4 separate regions of the Mus musculus genome follow, and regions 2, 3 and 4 are each linked to region 1. The links are chromatin contacts, called in public Hi-C and promoter capture Hi-C maps. All regions are on one chromosome and are shown on one strand. Each heading gives the region's core, a stretch centred on a gene start, on an enhancer-like site or on the middle of the called end of the contact. The rest is flanking DNA. Distances are from core to core; before and after follow the strand shown. Region 1 holds the start of E330013P04Rik (RIKEN cDNA E330013P04 gene). Region 2 overlaps Gm46660 (a long non-coding RNA gene). Region 3 has its middle 43 kb from the start of Gm41879. Region 4 has its middle 22 kb from the start of Gm41879.

The links. Promoter capture Hi-C pulls out the DNA fragments that hold promoters and counts their contacts. A called contact is a pair of places that touch in the nucleus more often than the background predicts.
Region 2: a contact with region 1 is called in a Hi-C map of adipose-derived mesenchymal stem cells, with 4 times the contacts expected there. The contact joins the enhancer-like site here to the promoter of E330013P04Rik in region 1. A contact is called at or near these places in 5 of 39 promoter capture datasets (cranial neural crest, embryonic stem cells, hematopoietic stem and progenitor cells and 2 more), 1 of 15 datasets of contacts at CTCF or cohesin (the NIH/3T3 cell line), 7 of 484 Hi-C or Micro-C datasets (the 3T3-L1 cell line, adipose-derived mesenchymal stem cells, embryonic fibroblasts and 3 more), 5 of 115 datasets of contacts at active chromatin or transcription factors (the NIH/3T3 cell line, embryonic fibroblasts, embryonic forebrain and 2 more) and 1 of 9 other capture datasets (embryonic stem cells).
Region 3: a Hi-C map of uterus shows a contact between it and region 1, with 4 times the contacts expected there. The contact joins the enhancer-like site here to the promoter of E330013P04Rik in region 1. A contact is called at or near these places in 13 of 39 promoter capture datasets (3T3-L1-derived adipocytes, the C10 cell line, the HPC-7 cell line and 7 more), 9 of 484 Hi-C or Micro-C datasets (the G1E-ER4 cell line, cerebral cortex, cranial neural crest and 3 more) and 1 of 9 other capture datasets (embryonic stem cells).
Region 4: a promoter capture Hi-C map of second pharyngeal arch cranial neural crest shows a contact between it and region 1, with 6 times the contacts expected there. The contact joins the enhancer-like site here to the promoter of E330013P04Rik in region 1. A contact is called at or near these places in 9 of 39 promoter capture datasets (the 3T3-L1 cell line, HPC-7-derived erythroid cells, cranial neural crest and 5 more), 5 of 484 Hi-C or Micro-C datasets (the N1E-115 cell line, cranial neural crest, embryonic fibroblasts and 1 more) and 1 of 9 other capture datasets (embryonic stem cells).

The regions. Positions count from the first base shown.
Region 1 is chr19:60,141,581-60,147,590 of GRCm38.p6, reverse strand. E330013P04Rik (RIKEN cDNA E330013P04 gene) reads right to left here and starts at 2,916. Exons shown (of 5, transcript NR_026942.1): 1 at 2,756-2,916.
Region 2 is chr19:59,886,561-59,892,570 of GRCm38.p6, reverse strand. Gm46660 (a long non-coding RNA gene) reads left to right here. Exons shown (of 2, transcript XR_001782703.2): 1 at 1-3,066. Among named protein-coding and RNA genes, the nearest start is that of Gm46660, 3.7 kb to the left of the region's middle. Within about 2 kb of position 3,445, at least 15 of the 459 cell types and tissues checked have an H3K27ac peak or open chromatin away from gene starts, as enhancers often do. A contact at or near this core is called in the NIH/3T3 cell line, adipose-derived mesenchymal stem cells and embryonic fibroblasts, where this site is marked.
Region 3 is chr19:59,992,785-59,998,794 of GRCm38.p6, reverse strand. No RefSeq gene overlaps it. Among named protein-coding and RNA genes, the nearest start is that of Gm41879, 43 kb to the left of the region's middle. Within about 2 kb of position 3,559, at least 4 of the 459 cell types and tissues checked have an H3K27ac peak or open chromatin away from gene starts, as enhancers often do. A contact at or near this core is called in cancer-associated fibroblasts and uterus, where this site is marked.
Region 4 is chr19:60,013,622-60,019,631 of GRCm38.p6, reverse strand. No RefSeq gene overlaps it. Among named protein-coding and RNA genes, the nearest start is that of Gm41879, 22 kb to the left of the region's middle. RefSeq lists an enhancer at 2,795-4,190. Within about 2 kb of position 3,566, at least 7 of the 459 cell types and tissues checked have an H3K27ac peak or open chromatin away from gene starts, as enhancers often do. A contact at or near this core is called in second pharyngeal arch cranial neural crest, where this site is marked.

The DNA of each region.
Region 1 (6,010 bases), core at 1,667-4,166:
TGTGTGGGGGTGGGGGGAGGGAATGACCCCACTTGTGTCTGAGCATGAGTGTTCGAGAAAGTGAATGGCTTTTCACTGATAATTACTGTTATTTTCTCTGAAGAGGGTTTGTCAGAGAAGCTAGCAAAGCTTACTACTGAAGTCTCTTACCTTGCAGGCCTCCCTCTGTGGCCCTGTGTTTAGCTCTGATAATCTTGTCCTCTGATTCTTAAAACAGGTCTCTAGATATATCGCATAGGCTTCAGGCACCTGGAACCTGGATCTACCCAGGGTTTCCCGGGAAAGGAAATGGCAGCGTGAGCAAACCGGAGCAGCCTTGCCTGGCTCAAAGGTGAAGTTTCTAATTTATGGTATATCGTGCTTGTGTGTGGAGTCTCCTTACAGCCTGTGCTTCTTAAAGAAGCCCTGGGCAACCTGGGTCCATCTGTTACTCCTACTTGTTGAAGACAGAAGCATGCTGTGACTCATTGCAGGGGCTTGTAGTTCCCAGAGCACCTAGCACAGCCTGGGTTATTTGTTGAATGAATGAAGTATAAACCAAGCGCTGGCACCTTAGAGCTCATAGATAAGAAAGGTCATAATGACCTGAAGCAGACAGGTGCAGTCCATGGAAATCTGGTGTGAAAAACAAACCCGTGTGGGGGCCTTGAATCAGAAACCTGCCGTATCTGGGAGGCTGTGGAATGTGGGAGGGCGCTCCCCACATGCAGGAAGCTGCCATTCTCAACTTGGGTTCCTATTCACTTCGGTGTGTCTGATAACAAACGGGTATATCTTCCTTTTCTAGCCTCCACCATGTTCTCATTTTCCCAGCTTGCAAACAATGCCTATGTCAAAGCAGAACCCCAAACATAAGCAGAATCCAGCTAGGGGGTGAACCGTGCCCCCAGGCAGGGCTTTGGGCAAGAGGGGGAGATGCTCAGACCCAGATTCCACATGCTGTGTAGACTCCAATTACCCAAGGACTTAGAGATCAAACAGCCCAACTGTGCTGCACAATGAAGGAGGAGGTCTTAATTTTACCGTGTGCTACACCCTTCCAGCCAGACTGTGAGAAACAATGCATTCCCTTTATGTTCTCCGGAGCACAGAACCTCCCTGAGATTGTCTTGTGTTATCTCAGCAACATCTCTCTAACGTGGACAGGAGGGAGACTTAAGGCGTCTGAAAGAACCGAGTGATTTCCTCTGGCCTGGAGTGAACATCCCGGCAACCAAAGACAGCTTTAGCAGAACGGCTCATTCCTACTTGGCCTGTGACGGAATAGGATATTAATGTTATTTATTTTTAGTTCCAGATCTGTATTTTAAGGTGTTTTATTGGTTTATGGGAAAATGGGTTTGCGTGAGCTGAGCTATGGTATAGGACTTGATGTATATAAAGCATGTATGAAAAAGCTTAGAAAATAGCATGGGCCAGATGTTAGAATATTGCAAGTTTTTGTTTTCTTTCTTTTCATGGTACAAACAAGGTTTTTGATGAATCATGGTACTGCCAAAAAAAAAAAAATCTAGAAAAAAATTCCTTTCAATTTTACCCACTGAGCCATCAACCAACCAGCCCTCCCTTTAAATTTTAACATGGAACAACATTTGGGAAATTGAATATTTAACATTGAGAAAAGCGGACATCTTTGAATTTCACTTGGTAGACATTTTAGCAGGCATGCCACAGTAGAAACACAAACCCACAGTTTTTATTTATTTTTATGAGCCAGTATTTTTTTTATTCTTTCAGTTTCCAGATAGTGGATTCAAAAATTTCAAACAGTATTCAAAAGGAGATAATGATTCTTAGAATTTTTTGACACAGGGGCTTCACTTGAGTAATAATCGGATACCCTACATCGACACTCTTCACAGACTTTGCTAAATATGAGCACTGGAGATGTCTCAAGTCGATCAGTGTTTCCATGGAAATAGATAACCCTTAGATAAGGCCTGAGAAACAGGGTTTGAGATGCTGTGAACCCCAGTCCCAGCACAGGAGAGAGATCAGAGTTCCGAAGACAAATGTGTATTTCTGTAGGATGAGTGTTTTCTCCGAAAGCATTAAGGGCGAGGACAATACTATCGTAGGGTTTTTAATCTTGGAAATAAGAGAGTAAATTACTTTGTACCTTATGCTTTTCAAGAGTGGTTAACCCAGCTTTGGAAGCAATGCTTCCTATTCCTAAAGGCAATAAGAACACTAGCTTAGAAAACTTGTGAATTACGGCTTCCCTGGCTGTGAGTTCCTAAGCTATTTATCTTAATTTTAGTTATCTTCTCTCATTCCAGTACTGCACTACATCCACACACATTTAATGATGTTTGTGAAATTCATAGCTAACTGTCTTGTATCACTTGGGGCTGCCTGGACATTACTTTTTGCTAATACTTTCTGCAAGAAGAACTCTCAAAGTCTGCACTCTACTTTGGACTTTTAACAAGAATAAACCTACAGAGCTGTATTTCTATCACTCCTTTCTGACTAAATCAATATTTGACTGGAATAGCCCCCATGAAAAGTCTGATTATTGAATATTGTGAAATCCACATCACTGTCCACAGCCGAGAGCAGTCCTCCTGCCCGTGGGTAAGAATTAAGATGTCGCAGGCAGGAATCAACACAGGATACTGGATTAAGTGAAGCTTTTTTCCCCCGTGTGTTAGAGCAAGTTTTATGAGTTAGAGAAGTCGCTGCCAGGCCGTGGTTTCTACACACAGGAGTAGTCTCTGCTGGGAAAAAGGGTTACAAAAGTCACCCGGCTTACCTTGCTTGTCACCACAACTCTGCAGGCGCGAGTGTCTCCAGTCCCACAACAGTTTAACTCACATGGATCCAGGAAGAAACCATTTCTCTGACCGATTACATCTTGGTTGCTCCCAAGGATACAGGGCTTTTGGGAAACACTGTGCATGCGTTCTTCGGTGGTTCCTCTCAATTTAAAGGCTGAAAGATGGGCAAGTGTCCAGTGGCTGCCCGACGACCGGGACAGGAATTCGCAACAGTAAGGCTTGTTCAGAAAGGGTTTCCCGTGACACAGCACAGTTTCACAGCAGCCACTAGATGGCGCATGAGAACCACTTGTGTCAGGCACCAACGCAAATGATCAGGTCTGTTCACAGCGAACCAAAAAAGTCCGAAAACAATCCTTCCCAAACTACTTTTCTAATAGGTTATTATCACCATCTCAGTGTTTACACGAAACCTAAATGGTCTTGATTTGTTTGGTGACTGTAGGGGAATCCTCCACAGAATATCCCGGTCAGATTGTAAACGTGGCATTTTAAATCTTTATTAAGTCAGAAAAGGGAATTGAGACAGACAGGAGCAACTAAATCTACCTATTTAGTACTGAACTTCAACAAAAGTTTTCTAAGTGTCTACTGGGTGGGAATGTTACTTAAGCTTCTTAAATGGTAAAAGAACATTCTATTACCCGGAAGAAAAATAAAAACCAAAATAACAACAACAAAAACAAAACAAACAAACAAACAAAAAAACCCAAAGTACCAGCAGCAAAAACGGTACCATCAATTTCACATTGTACAGAATGTCAAAGATATGTTAGACCTACACATAGCTCTGGGACTTCAGTAGTTGAATTTAAATTTTTTTTTCTATTTATTTATTTGAACGTGTGTGAGCTCATGTCCTACTGTGAAGGTCAGAGGGCAACTTGAAGGAGTCTGCTTCTCTTTCCACCATGTAAGTCTTGGGGATTGACATCATGTCCTGAGGTTTGGTGGCAAGTGTGTTTACAGTGAGCCAGCCATCTTGCCAGTTCATCATTTCTTGATGTAGAACAAATATGAATGTCAGGGACAAAAACCAAAGCAAAACCAAACCAAACCACAACTGCAACAACAAACCCCCTATAATCTCAGGACTTAGCTTATAATTTTTTTCCCTCTTAGAGCCAAGGATAACTCTCTTTGCCTTAGTAAATGTAAACTCCTATACAGAAAATACTGAAAGAGACAAAGTTACAGTGGAAGCAGTTTTTGTTTTTCTTTTGTGTTTGTTGTCATCAAATATAAAATTATGACACTTCTAAACCCACCTTCTGATAAACATTAATAGTAACAGATCTTATAGAAATATTCAGAGGGGAAAATCCTCAAGAAAACATCTTCAAGTTGATTTTGAAAGTTCTGAAGATGACTCAAAAGTCTCTGAAATATGTTTACTAGAAAGTCAGTGGCTTAAAACAAACAAACTAGGGGCAGCTTTTCTCTTTCACCCTCCTTAAAGTAGGTGTGATATTTCTTCTGAGGCAACCTGGAGCCCAGAGTAAAGACTGCTCTCATTTTTAGATCACTGGTTGTTTGTTTGAACTGAAGAATTAGTTGCATTTCAAAATAAGGACATGCCTAATGAAATGATTAAAACACACAGAGCATTAAATTATAAGCAGATGGGAGAGAAGTGGGTAGGGGGGTGGCCTTGCTGGGGACCTGAGTCCAGGGGAGCTGGCAGCTTTGGGGATTCCTATAGCAGACAGTTGCTTAAGCAACAGAGAGCAGAAAAACTACCTTGGAAGGCAAATCTCTCTCTCTCTCTCTCTCTCTCTCTCTCTCTCTCTTTCTCTCTTTCTCTCTCTCTCTCTCTCTCTCTCTCTCTCTCTCTCTCTCTCTCTCTCTCTCAGATATCTATGCAACAAGGCCCCTGAGGGGATAGCCATTATTAATACATAGAAGGACTTGGAGAAGCGGGACCAGGAGCTGCTTCAGGGGTGAAGAGCTGAATCCAGAGGTCCCGTGTAGGAGTGAATTAAGCAGAGTCTGGGATTCTGATCTTCATCTTTGGAAGAAAGAAACCCTAACTGTTGCTTAGCTCCAGTTATTTGTGAAATACCTTCTTTTCTGAAACTTACCATTTAGCATGCTACTCTGTATATTTAGAAGGTAGGGGCTTGGTAGGACAGAGTTTTCAGCAACTGAAAAAGAAACTCTGAATGGAAGGGGCGTTGTTTTCAGACTGCGTGGATAATCAGCTAGGGGTACTATGTAGTTGACATATTCCATCAGGGTTTAATCTTAAATTTCTATCCACTGGTTCCTTGACAGCCAACCTTTAAAAGGAACATTAAGTGTGTGCCATGTTTCTATCTTCCCTGGATACACAAGAGTAATTCTTGCCCATCAGAGCTGTCTTCCTGAAAGTAACACGGACTTGCTCTGACTAGGTTAATGGATGTAGGAATAGAGATGAAGAAAACACACCCTCTAAGAGGTCATCTAGTTTTTGCAAGGCTTCTTGCCTTCCTCTGTTGTTTGTCATCTTTGTTCTAGATGTCTTCTAGGAAGAGGGCAGCATAGTTGCCATGATTTTAGCTTGTACCTAGGGCCAGCTATGCTCTTCTTGAGTGTAGCAGGAACAGCACAGCTGCCTCTGCATAAATGCCAGGGCTGCATAGCCTCAAAGGCATCCCCTGCGGGAGGACCTAACTGAGGACTGCCTGAGATACCAAGGATTGCTGACGCAGACAATGCCAGCCAATTGGGAACTGCTGTTTAGAAGAGGTGTTTTCTTGGGACCAATGGTGGTGTAGGTGGAGAGTATTAAAGGAGTTTGCAGCAGCAGCAGCAGCAGCAGCAGCAGCAGCAGCAGCAGCAGCAGCGTTCATAAGAGTTTGCTGCAGATCCAGAGTCTGAGTCACTAATTCTGTGCCACCTCACCTCCAACCCCCCAAGGGCAGGTAGGGTGGGGCAGTGAGTAGTGTAAGGCATAGGCAGCAAATGAGGGCAAGGGTTACCTCTAGAGATGAAGTAGGTACTTACATTAATAGCAGAAAGAATACCCCGATACAAGTTGTTTTACACACACACACACACACACACCCCGAGAAGAGCTTCTGCATTGTTTCTTGCAGGTAAGGCTCTTCCCCCTCCACCTACCTGCCCCTCATGTTGCTTACTGAGTTTTCAATGGTGTGCATCTGTGTCTGGTATCACAGTGGGAAGTACCTCTCTGGGAGCCCAACAGTGACTGCACAATCATCCTTTCTAGAGTCAGCCACCAA
Region 2 (6,010 bases), core at 2,196-4,695, 260 kb after region 1:
GAAAATTGACTATGAGCTACTTAATAAATGAATGAAAATTTCCCAAGGTATGTTGATACTTATGGAATTCAGTGGCCTCATTCTTAGAAACAGGGTGTATTGGATGACCCATCATTGAAAACTGAAGTATGCAATTGATATTCAAGTGGGTCAGAACAAAGAGTGTGAAGCTGAAACACAAAAGCAAAATGGCCCCTGTTTGCAATCATGGTGTAAAGAATTCATGAGTATAGAGGGCATTTTTGTTTTACTTCTTCTGTAAGTTTTAACATTTTCAAAATAAACGAGAAAAGAGAACATCTGATTTGATCTTCACAGAGACACAGGGTTATCCAGTGTCGAGCAAAACAGTCGAAAACAGTGGTTCTTAACCTTCCTGTTAAACACCCCAGGGTCACTTACCAGATATTTACATTATGATTCATAACAGTAGCAAAATTACAGTTATGAAGAAGTAATGAAAATAACCTTATGGTTGGGGGTCACCACAATATGAGGAACTGTGTTAAAGGGTAACAACATTAGGGAAGGTTGAGAGCCACTGATCTAAAAGAAGAGAAAGATTCATTAGGCTGCATGCTAGACCTTTCTACCAACCCACCTGGCTTGGCATTTACCCCCATATCCTATCCAGTTAACAGGCTCATCCCTTCAGTGTTTCCTAGGCCTTGAGACCTCTTGTCAGCACCTGCAGCTCCCTCCCTCCCTCCCTCCCTTCCTCCCAGTTTCCCTTTCTTCCCTTCTTTTGCCAGAAATCCCACCCTGCATCCCCCTGTGCTGCTTCACAAGTTCCTCTAGGGATTGCTTCCATCAGGGGTCCCAGGTGACTTGTTTTGCTCAACCTTTGCCCCTGGCCTATATCTTTGACTCCCCAGGTGTGTCTGCTCTCAGCTTCAAGCTTCCCTCCCCCATCTAATTAAACCCAAGTGGTGCCACCTGGCCTTTTCCTTCCTTGTTGGGCCTCTCAGTCTGGTCTCTTTCCCCAGGTTCCTTCTATCTCTGCCCTTGCCTGCCCTCCCTTTTCTGAGGGTGCCTGTGGGTCTCCAGGTGTCCAGTCTTCAGCTGTCACTGGAGTGGGTGATGGCCTTTGAAGCAAGCAGGAAGGCCTGCTCCTCCAGGCGCTGGTCTCTTCACAGATACCCTGACAGATAGGTGGATCTTCCTTGCCCCTCACAGCCTGAATACCAAATTGGTGGCTCTTGCCACCACACTCATTCCCACCCTTGCTTTGACTCTTCATAGTCTCACTTGAGAGTTAATGCCAAAACATAACCCTGTCATTTCTCCTTAACCCAGGCCCTGCCAAACAACGCAGACTGTTAACTATGGAGGGTGTGATTTTTGTTCTCTGTTCAATCAAGTAGAAAGGAAACAAAAACAGAAACAAAACAAAACAAAACAAAAGCCTGTAGGGATTGGCTCTTGCCTGGTTTTCCCAGATAGAAATCATGGCTTGCCCACTGAACATTGAACAGGAAAATAGTGATTCTAGTCTCAAATATATTAAGAAGGAATCTATCAGACACAGGGAAATTGTCCCGTCCATCTAATTTTGTTCTGTAACATACTATAGTTATCCCTTAATGTCTCTAGGAAATCAATGCCATATTTCCCTTGTGTCCCAAAATATGCAATGCTTATGTCCCTGATATCCAACACTATAGCAATTTGCATACACAGTCTGCAGACATTGCCCATTCAAATCACCTCAGATCCTTGCCATGTCAGCTGCAACTGTTGTATATATGGTTGCTGTCCTACATTATGAAGGGAATAATGATGAGAGGGAAAAAAAGAACATCTAGACGTGCAGTACAGATAAAGAAAATTTTCAATCCAATGTTGGTTGACTTCATGATGCAGAAGTGGCATGGGAGGAACTGTGTCTTCAGCTGATTACAGAACATGGTCCCTCCTCCAGGTGGCCAATGTGCAAAGGGCAGGCCACTAAGTGGCATCCCCACTAACCTCCTTGTCTTAGTCAGGGTTTGTATATATGGTTACATCATGACCAAGAAGCAAGTCAGGGAGGAAAGGGTTTATTCAGCTTACACTTTCATATTGCTGTTCATCACCAAAGGAAGTCAGGACAGGAACTCACATAGGGCAGGAACTTGGAGGTGGGAGCTGATACAGAGGCTATGGAGGAGTGCTGCTTGCTGGATTGCTTCCCCTGGCTTGCTCAGCTTGCTTTCTTACAGAACCAGGACTACTGCCCAGGGATGGCACCACCTACAATGGCCTGGGCCCTTCCTCCTTGATCACTAATTGAGAAAATGTTTTACAGCTGGATCTCATGGAGGCATTTCCTCAAGGGAGGCTCCTTTCTCTGTGATAATTCCAGCTTGTGTTAGATTGACACACAAAACCAGCCAGCACACTCACTCCTCTTTTAATCTTGCATGTTCTCCATAATTTTCCAGAGTTTGAGAGGCAGAGAGGACTACATACATAAGTTTGATTCAATCACTAAACAATTTTTTGCATCTGTTTCCTGATTTGATAGAAAGGGAAAGTCAGCTGGACTCTCCCATAGCCTTAAAACACATTACAAAATACAGTGGTCTAGGGTTTTATAGTATTCATTTGCATTTTTTTAAAAAGTACTTTTCAGGGACTGGGGATGTAACTCACTTGGCAGTGTTTGCCTAGGATGCAAGAATTCCTGGGTTCAACACCCAGCATTGCATATACCCAATGTAGTGGTGATCAGCAGCCCATGAGAGCAGAGGCAAAAGAATCAGAGGTCACAGGTCATTCTCAACTACTTAACAAGAGAGAAGCCATTCCAGGGCCATGATACCCTGCCTCAAAATAAAATAAATCAAAACCATCAATCATAAAAACTGGTTTTTCCATGTTTCCCAATTCTAGTAGTTTCGGTTTTGAGCTGAGAAAACTGATCTGAACCCAAGACCTCCACTGATTATCAACTGCCATGCGGCAGCACCCAGAGTTTTCCTCCTTTATCTCTCTAAGGAGCCTTGTGCAGACACCCCAGGACACCCTACCCACTGTCCACCTTGTGCACTGCAGAGGCACAATGGGTTTCATCACCTCCCTCTGGTAAGTGTTTGATGATGGTACCTTTGATGTGAGTGCGGATCACCAAATCAAAGTGATGGTTTGTTTAATGTTTGCCACACATCCGGGTGATTCTGAAGCTAACACAGAAGAGGAGGCACATTACAACAGGGATTTCTCTCTCTAACCAATTAAGGTCATTCAAGAAGTCTCCCAATTTAAATAGTTGCCCAAGTAGAGAATGAGTCTCCCTAGCAACCATTTACTAAGAAGGCACATCAGATGATTGTGAAGAGACCAAAAATGCAGACATATAAAGTATGAGCCAGCAATTACTTGGACAATGACAGTTTGCATAGAAGGCACACTTGAGACCTGGCGCTAAGCTGTGTGATGAATACCAGTGTTAGGTATTTACCCTCAGTTTTTCCTCTGATTACTACACCAAGAATAAATTTTCAAATTCTAACTCTAGTAAGGCACAATAATACGATAGTAAGATATGATTTTGAAATCACATTCCTCTCCTCTGATACTTAATTCTGTGGCTGTGTATTTCCATAGAAGACCATCAGTTTCCTTTCTGTTTTCCAGAAGAGAAAGCTCTGGGGACAGTCTAGCTCTGCCCAGCCTCAGTGGGTACAGCTCACTGGATTGGCAGGCTGGGACCTTAACTCTAAAGCACTTGATCCTCTTTGAGGGAGGTGTTTCTGCATTCTGCATTCTGTATTCTGAGATGCCTAAGCAACACTGTGAGTTGCAAAGACTTGTGTGAGGGCTTTTCTAGTTGGCTAGAGCTATGGATGACTGTGGAGACCAGTTTAGTTCCCTCTAACTTAGGGAAAAGGATGGAGAAGCCCATTTCTAGTGCATGAAGTGTCAATGCCCACTAATTTGGTTTTACCTTCAATAAAGTAGATAGTTTTGCTTCCAACCAGTTGATCCTCCCAGAATGGGAAGAATGGGATGTTATTCAATGTGGCTGCAAAATTTTCATAATAATAAGCAATCAATATTGGCCCCCAGGAAGCCCTATTTATTCCATTCACTGGAAAGGAGACCATCTGTGGAGTAGGTACCACTAGGTCTCTGTCCTGGGAACATGGAATGTAGGCATCTGCAATTAATGTTATTAATTTTAATTGTGCACAGAATCCTTTGATGTCTGCAGTGCCATTATTCTGCCTTACAAATAAATAGCACTACCTCTCTGGTATAAGTTTAGGGAAAGCTATTTTAGTCCACTTTCTATTATCGTCAGGCAGTGGGCTTTACCAGCTCACACAGAACAAATTTGATTGTGTTTATATTTAAGCTTTCTTAACAAGGGAAAACAGGAGGATTAGCTTCAATAAAAACAGGAGCGGCATTCTGAATGTGTTTAAACAAGTTTTCCCCACCAAAAAAAAAAAAAATAGACCTATAGCATATCATTTTCAACTACACTGGCAGGGGAAAAAAAAAGCCAAAGGTTCCCCTAAAGAATTTGGACCATGCTCAAGGCAAGTTACAGCTGGATCCTATTATAGGAATCAATCTTTTCTCACCAATGACTGTTTACATCCATGAAGCTTTTCAGTAAATTCATTCAATCAAAAGCAGTTTTCGATGCTTGGCAAATATTAGATTACACATAATATACTTGTAATGTTAGCAGAGAAAAGAGGATGACACACACCCAGGCCACTCTTCAGAGCAGCTGCTGTGTCCACCCAGCCTGAGGCATGTCTCTGTGTAGATTGATGGGACTTACTTTAGTGCACTAATGCTGACACATTTACTTATCATTCATGATAATCACTTCTGCTGCTTCAGGGAGAAATTTTTCTAAGCACCTAAGTATTTGGGGGATTAATTACGGTGTGCTGAAAAGGAGGAAGGCACTTTTGGGGTGATACAGCAGTGTTTGTCAAGACTCTGGTCCAGATAATCTAATTTATTCTTTTGTTCAATTAGAGTAACTTGTCTGTGTCCTCATTGTTCTTTGTCTCAAACTGGAGCAGTGGTGTTTTCTTAAAAAAAAAAATGTTGTTTTGGGCCAGTAGGCAAAGTGCTTGAGTTCATAGCTTATCACCCATGTAGAACGCTATGCATGGCTGTGAGTATCTCTAACTCCAGGACTGAGGAGACAGAGAAAGATCCTCTCTGGAACTCAATAGCTAGTTGGCCTAGCCAAAATGGCAAGTTGCAGGTTCAGCGATGAGAAACTATTTCAAAAAATAAGGTTCAGAAGGTTTGAGGAAGACATACCGAAGGTAGCCAGTGATGTTCACAGTACTTCTACACACACACAAGTACATGGATATGCTTAAACCACACACATACATGCACATGGGTGTACAAGCATGTACATGTGCATGCACACACACACACATGAGAGAGGTCATTTGGGAAATTTCACTCTATAAGCTGTGCATTACATTTCTCTTTATGTAGCTTTCATTTCTGTACTTGACAAAACACCCTGCTGATAAGTATGTCTTCCTATCCCCTATCAGGAAATGTAGTCTAATGGTTAGAACAGTAAGTTGAATCTATAAAGGACTACAGTGAAAAACAGGTCCCCTCCTTCCTTCCTTGACAGTCTATAGGTGGAAGTCATAAGAATCAGTGGCTTAATCTTCCCCCAAGCACCTTTGTTGGCTCTGCCTTTTTGTGTAATGAGTCATTTATGCAGTGAGTACTCCAAGTGCTTTGCAGATTTGAGGATAAGCACAACATAATCTTAAAATCTGAGGGTTTCAAGAAAAACAGTTGTGATATTCCAGGAGGTACTAAGTTAGATTTGTAGAATGAAAGCCAGGTGATGTCCAGTGTTGGTGGCATGTAGGAGTCTAGGGACCTTCTTCAGTACTAGAGAGCCGAAGGACAGCGTATACTGTGTATACATTGTGTATATACTGTGTATACACAGTGATGAATCTAGTGAGCATGCCTTTGAGGTTGGCAACTGTATCTTTCACAATGTGTCCATGGGAATCTCTGA
Region 3 (6,010 bases), core at 2,310-4,809, 150 kb after region 1:
TTGCAAGGACATGTGATGAAGGATTCTTTGCTAACAACATGCATGCATTGGTCCTTCTTACATTGCATAGATGAGCTGCATTTGTCAGGATTGCATAGAGAGAAACACACCAAAAAACTTCTACTGGCATAATGCAGTTTCTTGCCACTTTCAAAAGTTAGATGCAGATGCTGAGGCAAGACCCATATTGAAGTAAGAGCCTTGCTGAGGCAAGGCATGTGGAGGACATGTGATGTTTGAAGGGTATAAACAGGACTCCACAGAGTGATAGAGACAGAGCTTAGCTTGCTGGAACAGCTAGATGTGCAATGCTTGTGGGTCTCTCATCTTTGCTGATCTTCGCTTCCTTGAGAAAAGCACAGCTGAGAACTTCTCCTGGTGTTCCTGTTGGTCCCTCCTGCTGATCTGAGCCAAGGCTGAGGCCTGTCTCTGCTAGGTCTTGTCACCACTGTTGCTAACCTGATTCCACTGAACTGGACTGCTGGTGTATCCATGAAGTGTTTTTGAGTGGATTGAGCTGCCACTGCTAACCTGTGAACTGAACTGCTGATTTCCAGTCAACATAGGCGGGAGTTGCTCCAAAGAACCTTTCTTCCCACCCCTCCCCCACCCTTTCTTTTCCACTACCTCAGGTGGGTGGTGGGCTACAAGGGAGGTTAAAGCGTTTAAGAACCATCATTAAAAAATAGGATTTGAAAAAAGTTAAAGTTACAAATACCAGCAGTCAGGAGGGTCAAAAGTTCAAGGTCATTCTTGACCGTGAGTATTATTGTGAATAATAATAATTTATAATTATAATAATTAATAATAAGTAAATCAATTAAATTAATTTATTATTAATAACCAGGGAAGCCAATGAGCACTTAAAATGCTATACATTTCCTAGGCTGGTAAATCCCCTGTTCCACTCTGATTTTTCAACTAGACCTTAATGATTTATCAAGCCACCCACAAATATCTGTACTTTCTGCCCCAAGAGAAGGCAAGGGGGAAAGGAGAAAAATGGTAAAGATAAAGGTGTTAAGTCTTCCCCTAGAAGTTAATTTGCTGACTGGATTAAACAGGGAGTCTGGACAGAGAAGGCATACTCACCCACACCCAGGTGTCCTAACTGCAAGCCCTTCTGAGATGGGAAGTAGGGACTTACCATACGAACTGTAGTGGTGTCACAGGCGTCTTATAAAATAGAGCTTCCCAGTCACAGTACTGTTGATATTTGCAGGTGGGTCCATGTTTATTCTGAAGGATTGAAATCATTGTAATAAGGTCTTCCAACTGGGTGCCCAAAACACCAAGACCCTGCCTTTTCTAACCACCGCAACCAAAAGTGTCTTCTGACATTGAGACACATTCTTTGGAAGTAAAAATATCCTGAGTTGAAAAACAGTACCCTAGAGGACCCGCCTGTCTTCCAGCATTAGGTTCTGGGTTTTAGCTGACATGGATCTGGGCACTGAGTGAAGAACCTGTTTCCTACCAGCAGAATGTATCTTCTTTCTGTCTGCCAGCTCACCTTCTTCCAGTCATTGCTGTTATCACAAGGTCTCCTAGTTGGTCGCTTCTGCAGGTTCTTATAAAGTCAAGAGTTGGAGACCATACCGTGAGAAAGCGAGTCCTTCACAGTCTCCCACCCTGACAAGCCAAATGGCCTTGTGCTAAGGAGCGGGTCATCACTCCCTTCTCCCTGTTCCCTTCCTGGCACCAGAGGCTGTAAAAGCTGAATTATAGTCCCCTCTTCCTTATCTCTTCCTGACTCCCATGACTTCCAAGGACATGAGTTACATGCTGAGCCTGGCCTGACACCCAAGGCTGTTAAGGAGGATTCCACCTTCAGGAGATAAGACACAGAGTGCCTGCCGCCTGGTGCCTGACTTCGGCCCTCATGTCCCCTGATGCCCACTTCTTTGTTCTTTGTTAATTCCCCCTCAACCCCTCCCTATTCCCCTCAATGTATGCTTTAAAACCCAGAGTTTCAGCCTAATAAACGGAGACCTTGATAGGAACGTTCTACTTGGTCTCCACTCCTCTTTTCTCTCCCATCTCATTTTCTCCCAGGTTTGTGGTCCCCCTCGCACCCACAAATAACTGAGTCCTGCTGGACGGGACAGTCAAGGCATTCTGACAACTAGCTACTCCAGCTTAGAGCTCATACTAGCCATCCTCTCTCTACCTTGTCTCTTCCAAGCTGGTAACACCACCTGGTTAAACACTTCCCATTACTCCTGAGTACAAGTTGATAAATGTACTTCATAATATCTAGGAAATATGAAGATCTTATTGAGACCATCCATCCATCCTGGTTTCTTTGTCTTCTGTCCTTCTGTCTTACTCCTCTACTTGGAGAACTACATTCAAACCAAACTACCTGTGTATGGACCTTCATTTGGGGCTCTTCTTTGGAGGAGTTAAGATTAAGACTCTTGGTATCCTCAGTGACTCCAGGAAGCAGAACCCAGGGTAGGATTTGGAAGCAGGATCATTTCTCAACCATACCTTATTTCTAGTGATAAGTGGGGTGGTGCTAATCTCTGGCATGTAGACACAAACAAAATACCCTTGAACCTCATAGGGATGAAAATAATAATATAGGTTATGGAATGAGCCAACAACATAATCTCAAGTCACCAACTGACATCTGAGCATCTAAAGGATTCCAGCACATCTACAACCAGCTGGAAGTCAGACCCACTGTGAAGTAGCATAGCCTGTTGAAGCTGTGTGTACAGATATGCTTAGAATTCTACCCCCAAACCAGGACTTTTAGCCTGGTCTTTTCTTAAGGAAAGTTTGAAATAGAGGTCCACATATGGAGCAGTTTATTTTCAAATGGGTTTCAGAAAGGAATAAGGAGAACAAAACAGGAATAGGAAGAAGCCATAGTGGTGAGTCAGTTCTTTGGGCTGTGAGCAGTGAGGAAGAAAGGTTCATGCTGTATGGAACAAGCCTCCAAAATGGAATAAGCACATGGCCATCAGATCCATCTGGGATAACAAAAGGTTGCTCCAAGTGATGAGAACTCCCCTGCATCCCTGGATTTTTTTATGAGTTGCTGTGATCTGGTTTCTGCTGCCATCTAGTTCTTTCTTGCCCCAGGATAGGAAGCAAGAGAAATGAGTCATGGTCAACTTATACAAAGCCCAAAGTTGGCAAGCCTTCATTTGAATGTTTTTTCATAGCGGTGGCTAAAATAAGAAATGGGCAAAGTGAGTTCTAGGACAGCCAGGGCTATACAGAGAAACCCTGTCCTGGAAAAAACAAAACAAAACAAAAACAAAACAACAACAACAAAAAGAAATGGGGCTCAGATTATTCGGAGGAGCATTTTATACACACACACACATACACACACACACACATATATACACATATGTATATATATCCACACATATATTATTTATTATATATATTTTTATACTATATATCTTTTCTAGCTACATTAGGTATATGTGGATACTAACACAACTAGAAAAGACTATTTTGAAGGACAACAACTGATCAACAGTGTCCAACACTGTACATGAGTAAGAGGAAGGCTGAGAGATGACCATCAGTGATGCTGAAGGTCATGGTGACCTGGACAAGACCTGATCTAGTGGAGTGACTCATCTGCTTAGACTCATGCATGCTCCATGTGGTTATGAAAACACAAAAACGAAGGCAACAACCTCTCAGCTACAGCCAGGGGACATGAGGTTCCCCTGACAATTTCCCTGGGCTCTCTTGAGTTACAAAAGAGGATGTCTTCTTGTCTAGGGTTATCTTGCCCTCTTCCAATTCCTTTAGGTCTTTGGCTCTTCAGAATTCTCTTGACATCTTAGGTATGAATACCTCTTTTTCCCTGTTGAGTTGTTCTTCTCCTGAATTCACCTAGGAGCTTTGTGCAGGATGCTTTTCCAGGCTACAAATTGAAGGCAATAGATGCAGGGTCACAGGAAGTGGCTCTCTTGGCATGAGTCCTCCAGCAGTCCCAGGGGTCTTTGCAAGTGCATCTTACCTTTCCATCCCCCCCTTTCCTTTGAAATCTCCTCCCTTCATAACCCTGTCTTCTCTGTGTCACTTTCTTGCTATGTAACTTCATCCTCCACCTATAAGTTCCTCTGGCCAAGCTCACATATGGCCTCATTATTGCTCACCTAGGAAGGTTCTCTCTTCTTACCCCATTCAGTGCATACCCATTCTCCATATTCTTCTAGAATCTTCCTTTCATCTGCTCTCCTGACTTGTAGAACCCTTTCTATTGGCTCATGAGTCCCAGATCCATATCCCTACTAGCCAAGTTATGCTTGGACTTATATTTATATCTCTGCCCTTTGGAAAGCCCATTTGTGGCTTTTTGTTCTAGCTTCCCTTCTTCTACCTGCCCCCAACAACAACAACAAGCTACCAACAACTCTCCTAGCTCCCAGGCTAAGTTCCCCCTACAGTCAAGCCTCAGCTGCCTCTTTCCCAATCCTCTAACTGCATAGTGTACCTTCTTCATTGAGGTCTTTTCTTGTAATGACTCTAAAAACAAAACAACAAAAAGCAAGCAAGCAAACAAACAAAAAACAAAAAAACAAAAAAACCCCAAACTTCTCTAGCTGTAATCTGCATCCCTTAATCTGTAGGCCCCATCACTGTGGTAATACAACACTCATCAGGGTCACCACTTGGATCTACCCACTCTTACCCTGATAGATTTGTAGCCATCACAGATTCTGCCTTGAGGGACTGGGTCCTCTTACCTTACTGGACACAATCATGCTCCAGTTTTCTTCCTGCCTCTCAGGCAGCTCTTTCTTAGCCTGTTCGTTCTTTGCGGGATTGATCCAGTTAACATACATGAGGTAGATTGAGTGTGGGCCCCCAAATTGAGTGAGGTTCCAACATTCAGAATATGTGAACACCACATTTTTTTTGGGGGGGGGGAATTAACTTGGGAGGGTTCTTGGCAGAAGTCATTAATGAAGGATCTCTAAGTATAATAATCTAAGTGTATGCAGGTGTCTCTCCAATGGCAAGTGCCCCACAAGAAACAGAAACAAAGACAGGCATAGAGGAGAAGGTGAAGTGAGGGCAGGGGTCAACCAGGAGATGTTCACAGCTCACTAGAACATGGAAGAATGGATGGGTTCTTTCTCCCAATACTCAGGGTGTGTATCCATGTTGGCACCTTAATTCTGAGGTCTAGCCTCTAAAACGGATATATATATATCTACCAACCTCAAGTACTCATTATGGCAATTCTAGGGATATCACACAATACTCAAATCAGATTTCCTAACATTCTATTCCCAACTTCTTCCAGGTCTTTCCGCTATAGGTCAGTATAGATACACTCAGATCTTCAGACTGGAAACCATAGAAATCATCTTTGGTTCTATCTCATTCCAGGTCTCATCCTTTGATTATCCCAAACCTGATCACTCCTCATTGAACCCAATTTCTTCTATTCATGAGCTACTGAAGATGAGTCTTAAATTAATTCCAGACAAAAAATCTTCTGGAGTCTTCCAAGTCCTAGCTCTGTAATGGAAAAATGGGCCCTGAGCACCCTGTTCACTGTTCTTGGTCAACTTTATCTCCCACCATCCTCCATTATGGTTACCCAGATTTGGCCACTTAGGTTGGCCTACTTAGTCTTTAAAATCTGCACACTCTACCATCTCAGGCAAGATCTTTGTTGCTAACATCACCCTGTTTTAAATTTCTCTTCTTAGAACCTTAGTCATATAACCTAAATCAATCTTTTATGTATTCATTATCTATGGTATTAAACTAATGTCTTTCACTCTAGAGCACTAATTATCTGAAATGATATCAGTCTATCTTTATTTATGCATGCTCTACCCTAGTGAAATATAAACTCCATGAGAAGGGCTCAATTTCATCATCAACAACCTGGAGTCCAGATATTATCTTGTGTACAGTGAATTCTCACTATTTGCTGATTGGATGAGTGTATTTTACTTATCTCCTTACAAATACTAAAGACTGACCAAATCCCCGACTATTTGTGTGTGATAAACCA
Region 4 (6,010 bases), core at 2,317-4,816, 130 kb after region 1:
TAGCAGCCTTATTTATAATAGCCAGAAGCTGGAAAGAACCCAGATGCCCCTCAACAGAGGAATGGATACAGAAAATGTGGTACATCTACAAAATGGAGTACTACTCAGCTATTAAAAAGAATGAATTTATGAAATTCCTAGCCAAATGGATGGACCTGGAGGGCATCATCCTGAGTGAGGTAACACATTCACAAAGGAACTCACACAATATGTACTCACTGATAAGTGGATATTAGCCCAAAACCTAGGATACCCAAGATATAAGATACAATTTCCTAAACACATGAAACTCAAGAAAAATGAAGACTGAAGTGTGGACACTATGCCCCTCCTTAGAAGTGGGAACAAAACACCCTTGGAAGGAGTTACAGAGACAAAGTTTGGAGCTGAGATGAAAGGATGGACCATGTAGAGACTGCCTTATCCAGGGATCCACCCCATAATCAGCATCCAAACGCTGACACCATTGCATACACTAGCAAGATTTTATCGAAAGGACCCAGATGTAGCTGTCTCTTGTGAGACTATGCCGGGGCCTAGCAAACACAGAAGTGGATGCCCACAGTCAGCTAATGGATGGATTACAGGGCTCCCAATGGAGGAGCTAGAGAAAGTACCCAAGGAGCTAAAGGGATCTGCAACCCTATAGGTGGATCAACATTATGAACTAACTAGTACCCCGGAGCTCTTGACTCTAGCTGCATATGTATCAAAAGATGGCCTAGTCGGCCATCACTGGAAAGAGAGGCCCATTGGACACACAAACTTTATATGCCCCAGAACAGGGGAATGCCAGGGCCAAAAAGGGGGAGTGGGCGGGTAGGGGAGTGGGGGTGGGTGGGTATGGGGGACTTTTGGTATAGCATTGGAAATGTAAATGAGCTAAATACCTAATAAAAAATGGAAAGAAAAAAAATAAAACTCAGTAAAGTCCCTGCTACTCACGGCCTTTGAATGTTTACCTTTGGCTTGCCAGTGATAGTTCAAAGTATAGCCACTTTCAGCGCATAGACTTCATTAGTTGGTGACCAATTATATGAAGGTTAAAATAGCTTCAAGGAAGGTGGGCCCTCCCAGTGACTTGATATGGCTGCTGAAAAGTCCATATAGCCCAGGTATGGCCTGGTTGTTCCTCTTGCTCTTCTGGCCTTTAAGTCTAACCAGAAGACCCAGCCCAGCCATGTAGCCTAACAGCAACAGAATATATTCTCTTGTTCCACAGAGACTGGTCTATTTGGAAGGTTGGTTAATTAGCAATTTGAGTAGGCGAAAACCATGAAATTAAGAGTTCAGTCACATCCTTTAAGCAAAGGAATGTCTTAACTTGTAAGTGCCCAACATAGGCTATAAATTGAGCATGGAAAGCCATCTTCCACAAACCTGGAAGTGACTTAGAAAGCCATTTCATACCAAAGCCTGAAGGCTGTCTGATCCAATCCTCCAGAGAAAGAGTACTTCACCAACTTTTCCCATGTGCTGTCGAGAAAGGTTCTGTGGCAGAATGCTGCTAGGATTCAGCTAGGCATATCAACATCCACACAATGCCCTAACAGGGATCATTTAGGCCTTTAGTTTGGTGATAGGGTAGGCTCTTGCACAACACCCAGTAACACTGATTCTTGTGACAGCAGCATCAGTCCCAGGGACAGACCCAAACCTTGTGAAAATGAAGAGCTGCTGTCTTCTTAGGGTCTTTCCTGGGCCCAACCGGAATTTCACACCCAGAAAAATTAATCACCAAGAACCAGCACCATCTAGTTCTCAAGGAGAGTAGTTCTCCATCTTGACCCAGGGCCCTAGGCTTCAGCTTCATTGGTGCCCACATGATGGCCATGGCCTTGGCAAAGTACTCCTGGCTTCTCTTTCTCAGGAGGCTGCATCTGAGGCCAGGGTGTGCTGAAGGAATATAGGCATCTCCTCTATTCCTGGGAATCTTCTAAAGGATTCTAAGCCTTCCACTCTATACAGTCTTCTCTGGCTACTAAATTCTACCACGACCCAACTGCTAATAGAGGTGCCATTGCCACAGCTGAACTTGACATCACAAAATGCATACATCTTTTCTTTGAGCTTTTATTTGTGACTTACTTAAATTACTTATTGACAGTGTCTTGCTAGACAGATCATGCTGGCTTTGGACTTTGAGAATCCTCCTGCCTTGGAACCACAGTGCCTTAATTATAGTCAGATGTGCGCTGCTGTACCATGCTTACTTCAGCTTCTTCACAATGCTTTGCAGAAGACCGTGTCTTTCTTTCATAGGCTCCACTTAAAGATCATAGTTTAGCTTTTCCAGTGACATGACATGAGATATTTTCATCAGCTTCATACACATGTGCAAGGTAACTGACACAAACATTGCATATGATGTACTGTTTTCATTTTCCCTCTTTCTCTCTTAAGCTTCTCCCACCCCTGTTGACCTCCTTCTTCCCAACTACCTTCATATCTGTTTTTGCTCTCTGACACTATGTAGGGTTGTTGGCATGAACATGATCCTCAGCTTTAAAAAAGATACAAAGATATTTCAGTACCAGGAGCTCCGCAGACCTCATCTTCCAGAAAAGAGGGCAGGCAAGAATCTCTTGGTCAGAAGAATTTTGCCCAAAATGGAAAATCCCTTCACTGTACATTGAGTGGAAAAATTTAAATGATCTCATAATTACTTTATACAGTACAAAAAGCAGAAGAAGCCCTCAGTGCCTTAGTGTCTTAGTCTGGATTTATTGGTGTGGATATAAAGAGAAAAGGACTTGTCTAATTGTCTCCCATTGAGAGATCAGTAGCACGCTCCGGGTGATTGATTTCTTTGTGAGTGTTACCTAGGTCTTGTGGCGTATGTCTTTCAAACAGTATACAAGCCACAGAAAATATAAACAAGTCACCCTCACAGTCAGCGAGGCTAAGTTCTAGAGGAGGCTGCTCAGATGGCCTCCTTTCAAATGCCTGGTTGTGAAACAGCAAGCCCTCTAACTCTTTATGACTGAATAATTATCTTTCTTCCCCACAGGCTTCACTTACAATGAGTTCTGACCTGGCATCTGTCAATTCCAAAGACTTTTAAAGAGCAGAGTCACCTGTGGGCTGAAAATGGATAAACATATCTCTTAACAACATTCAGTAATGAAGCCCGTTGCTTATTCAGTGACAAGCTCGTACCATGGGAAGTTATTGTTTAATCACAACCCTCCTGGAAGAATGGACAGGAATAGAGATCTCCCATTTCACTCTCTGTTTCTAATTGTATGTTCAAGGGACATGATTTTTAATGAAGGAAAATCTTTGCTATCCAAATCTCCTACCCCTGGTCTGGGGCTTGTACTGAGAATGCAGTTTAAGATGGAGAGTTGCTTGGGATGGGCGTCCTATAGAACTTTGCTGGAGAAACACCCTGAAGTGTGACCGTCACATCTGCATCGAGTTATGAAAAAGGAAGGCTTGTTAACCCGCTGTTTGGAAACCAGAACACTTTTATCAGTTCATATAATTGCTAACCCCTTATTCACTGCTCAGCACTGGAGAGTTCTTTACCTCCTAAGACCTCACTAATTGCTGACAGATTTGATTTCTCCCTGACAGCAGGAGTCCTGTTTCTGGCCTTTACATCAAGTAATTGCTTTATTTTTCTCCCTCTGCTCTAAAAAACGGAATTCCCTTCTCCCCTGCTTGAACCCCCTTAATGGCTTCTTTCTCTGTTATTAAATCCTTGCCATTTAAATCACATTTAGCGATGTTTTGAATAACTGATTCCAATTACTAAGGCTCTTACCAAGAAGCAGCTGAAAACGCAAGTCATTACTTGCCCGTAGACAAGCAGTTACACCTTGCAGCCGAGTCTCTGGCGAACTGTATTGTGTTTCTCCTCAGTACGGGGCGATTTATACTCCTAGGAGGCTGGTGCTCAGCAAATATACAGCCACTGGAGCTCTCCACAATATCATTTGAGCATAATAGATATTAGATTTAATATTTATTTTATAAATAGCCTGATTCCTTAAAGAAGCCATTCTCTTCTTCCCAGAGTAGCTGGATGGGCCAGTTGGGACAACAGCAGAGATGAGCAGCTGACCGCCGCATGACCCACATCAGGTTTGCTTTACAGAGGTCTAATAAACTCACGGTGGCCCAAACAGGTGACAGAGCCACCCTGTCTGCCGAGGACAGTGCACAGCCCGTTACACTTCACTTTGACACACTTTAGTTTGGTTTTCTTTGGGAAAAAGAAATAGTTAAAAAAAATACTGAGAATTCTCACTATCCTGTCTTTATCTTTACCCTAAAATTCCATCTGGGTTTTCTTCATTTTCTGCTTACTTCGCAAAGGGATTCATCTGGTAAATTCTACAACATGACTGTCTCTGTGACCTGTGTTCTCATTGAAGACTTGGCAGGACGATCCTTTTTTTTTTTTTTTTTTTCAGCCATATTGGATGTAAGGAGTCAAAGTTGTAAAATCTGTTGTTTGAGGGAAATAATCAGACACACTGGCCTGTGATAGGTATATTTTCTTACCACATTGGTGCTGAGGAGATATGATTGTGTTGGGTAACTTTGATGCAGGACCCCCCACCCCCACCCCTGTTACTCTTGCTATTTTTATTTTAGCAGGTATGGCATCAATGATGCATCTTTGTCTTTCTTATCTTGAATATCAAATAACTAATGAATTGTATAAACATGTGTGTCACCTTAAGTTTAAATGGCTCTTCAGGAAACTGACCCGGCCCGGCCATGTAGCTATCGGCAGATCTGACTTACTGAACTGGCCAACCTCCTGCTTCCAATTTCATTAGTCAGCTGTACACCTTGGCTAGCTCTGGGGCTAAAGAAGGTTATCGCTAATTTCAAACTTGAGAGTTCTTAGCAAAATTGAAAGGTCTCTCAATTTCATAATTACATCTACATGTGAAAATAGTTTTGTGAGTGAGGTTAAAGTCAAGAGGCTTAATAAATACCACCCCTGTGAAAATAAGTGAGTTCTGCAGTCATTCATTTGCTCTGCCGTGCACAGGCCTAGACCATTCTCTACTTTTGTGGAGGCCTAGGAAAGATTAAAGACAAAATTTCATTGCAATACAGCGATGGCTTTTCTTCTTAAGTTCTGAACTTTTGGTTCTCATCTTTTTGTTAATGTAAGAAACAAGAGAAAAATCATTTTCTATTATTTGACCCTCTTCAAAACACTGACCCCAGAACACAAGGAGTTAAGAGAATTTAAAGAGGTGTCCTCAAGACCGAGAACTTTAAAACCTCCTGCTGCCCACCATATGCCCACTGAGATTCATAAGAGACAGAGGCACACAGAGCCAGGCGACTGGCTGGGGCACCTGGGATTTTGTATTTCCTATTCTTAAACATTGCCTCTTACATTATTTATGTGTGATATTTGTGAAAATGCTACCTTGAATGGCCCAGAATCCCCAGTCTTCTATTTGTATGTGGTGTGTGCTGGATTGGGCCATTGCCTATCCCAGCATCTGTATTATTCATGTGTTTCTAACATAAAGGCCATTACCTCATTCCTTCAGAATCAGGGTGCTGCCTATTCATCCACAGAGACAAAAAAAAATCTTGTTATAAGTCTTGGGATGAGTACTTAACAGACAGGACTAGCCCATCCTTCTGGAGCATCTATTATAAATAAGTACCCTCTGCTTCTGCTTAGTCCATCACCCTGTCTCTCACCTTCTCAGTTCTTTGTTGAGAGATCCATTTGCAGAGGGGTTCTCAGTGGCCAGTCTTCTCCTGTGAAGGTTCCCAGAGGAGACCTCTGGGGCATAAAGATGCTGGAAGAGTCAATAGTGCGATGTAGTTTTGAGGCGTTTAATACCAAACACATCCCATCAGACAGATAGGGGATCAGCAAGAAGCTTAGAGCCACTTCAGTAGTGAGGAAAACAAAGTAAATAAGCTAGGCCATCACAGTGACAAGAATGTGACACATAAAAGTGATTGCTACAATTGAAAATATTAAAATCATGTTCTACAAACATCATGGAAATGTTACTGA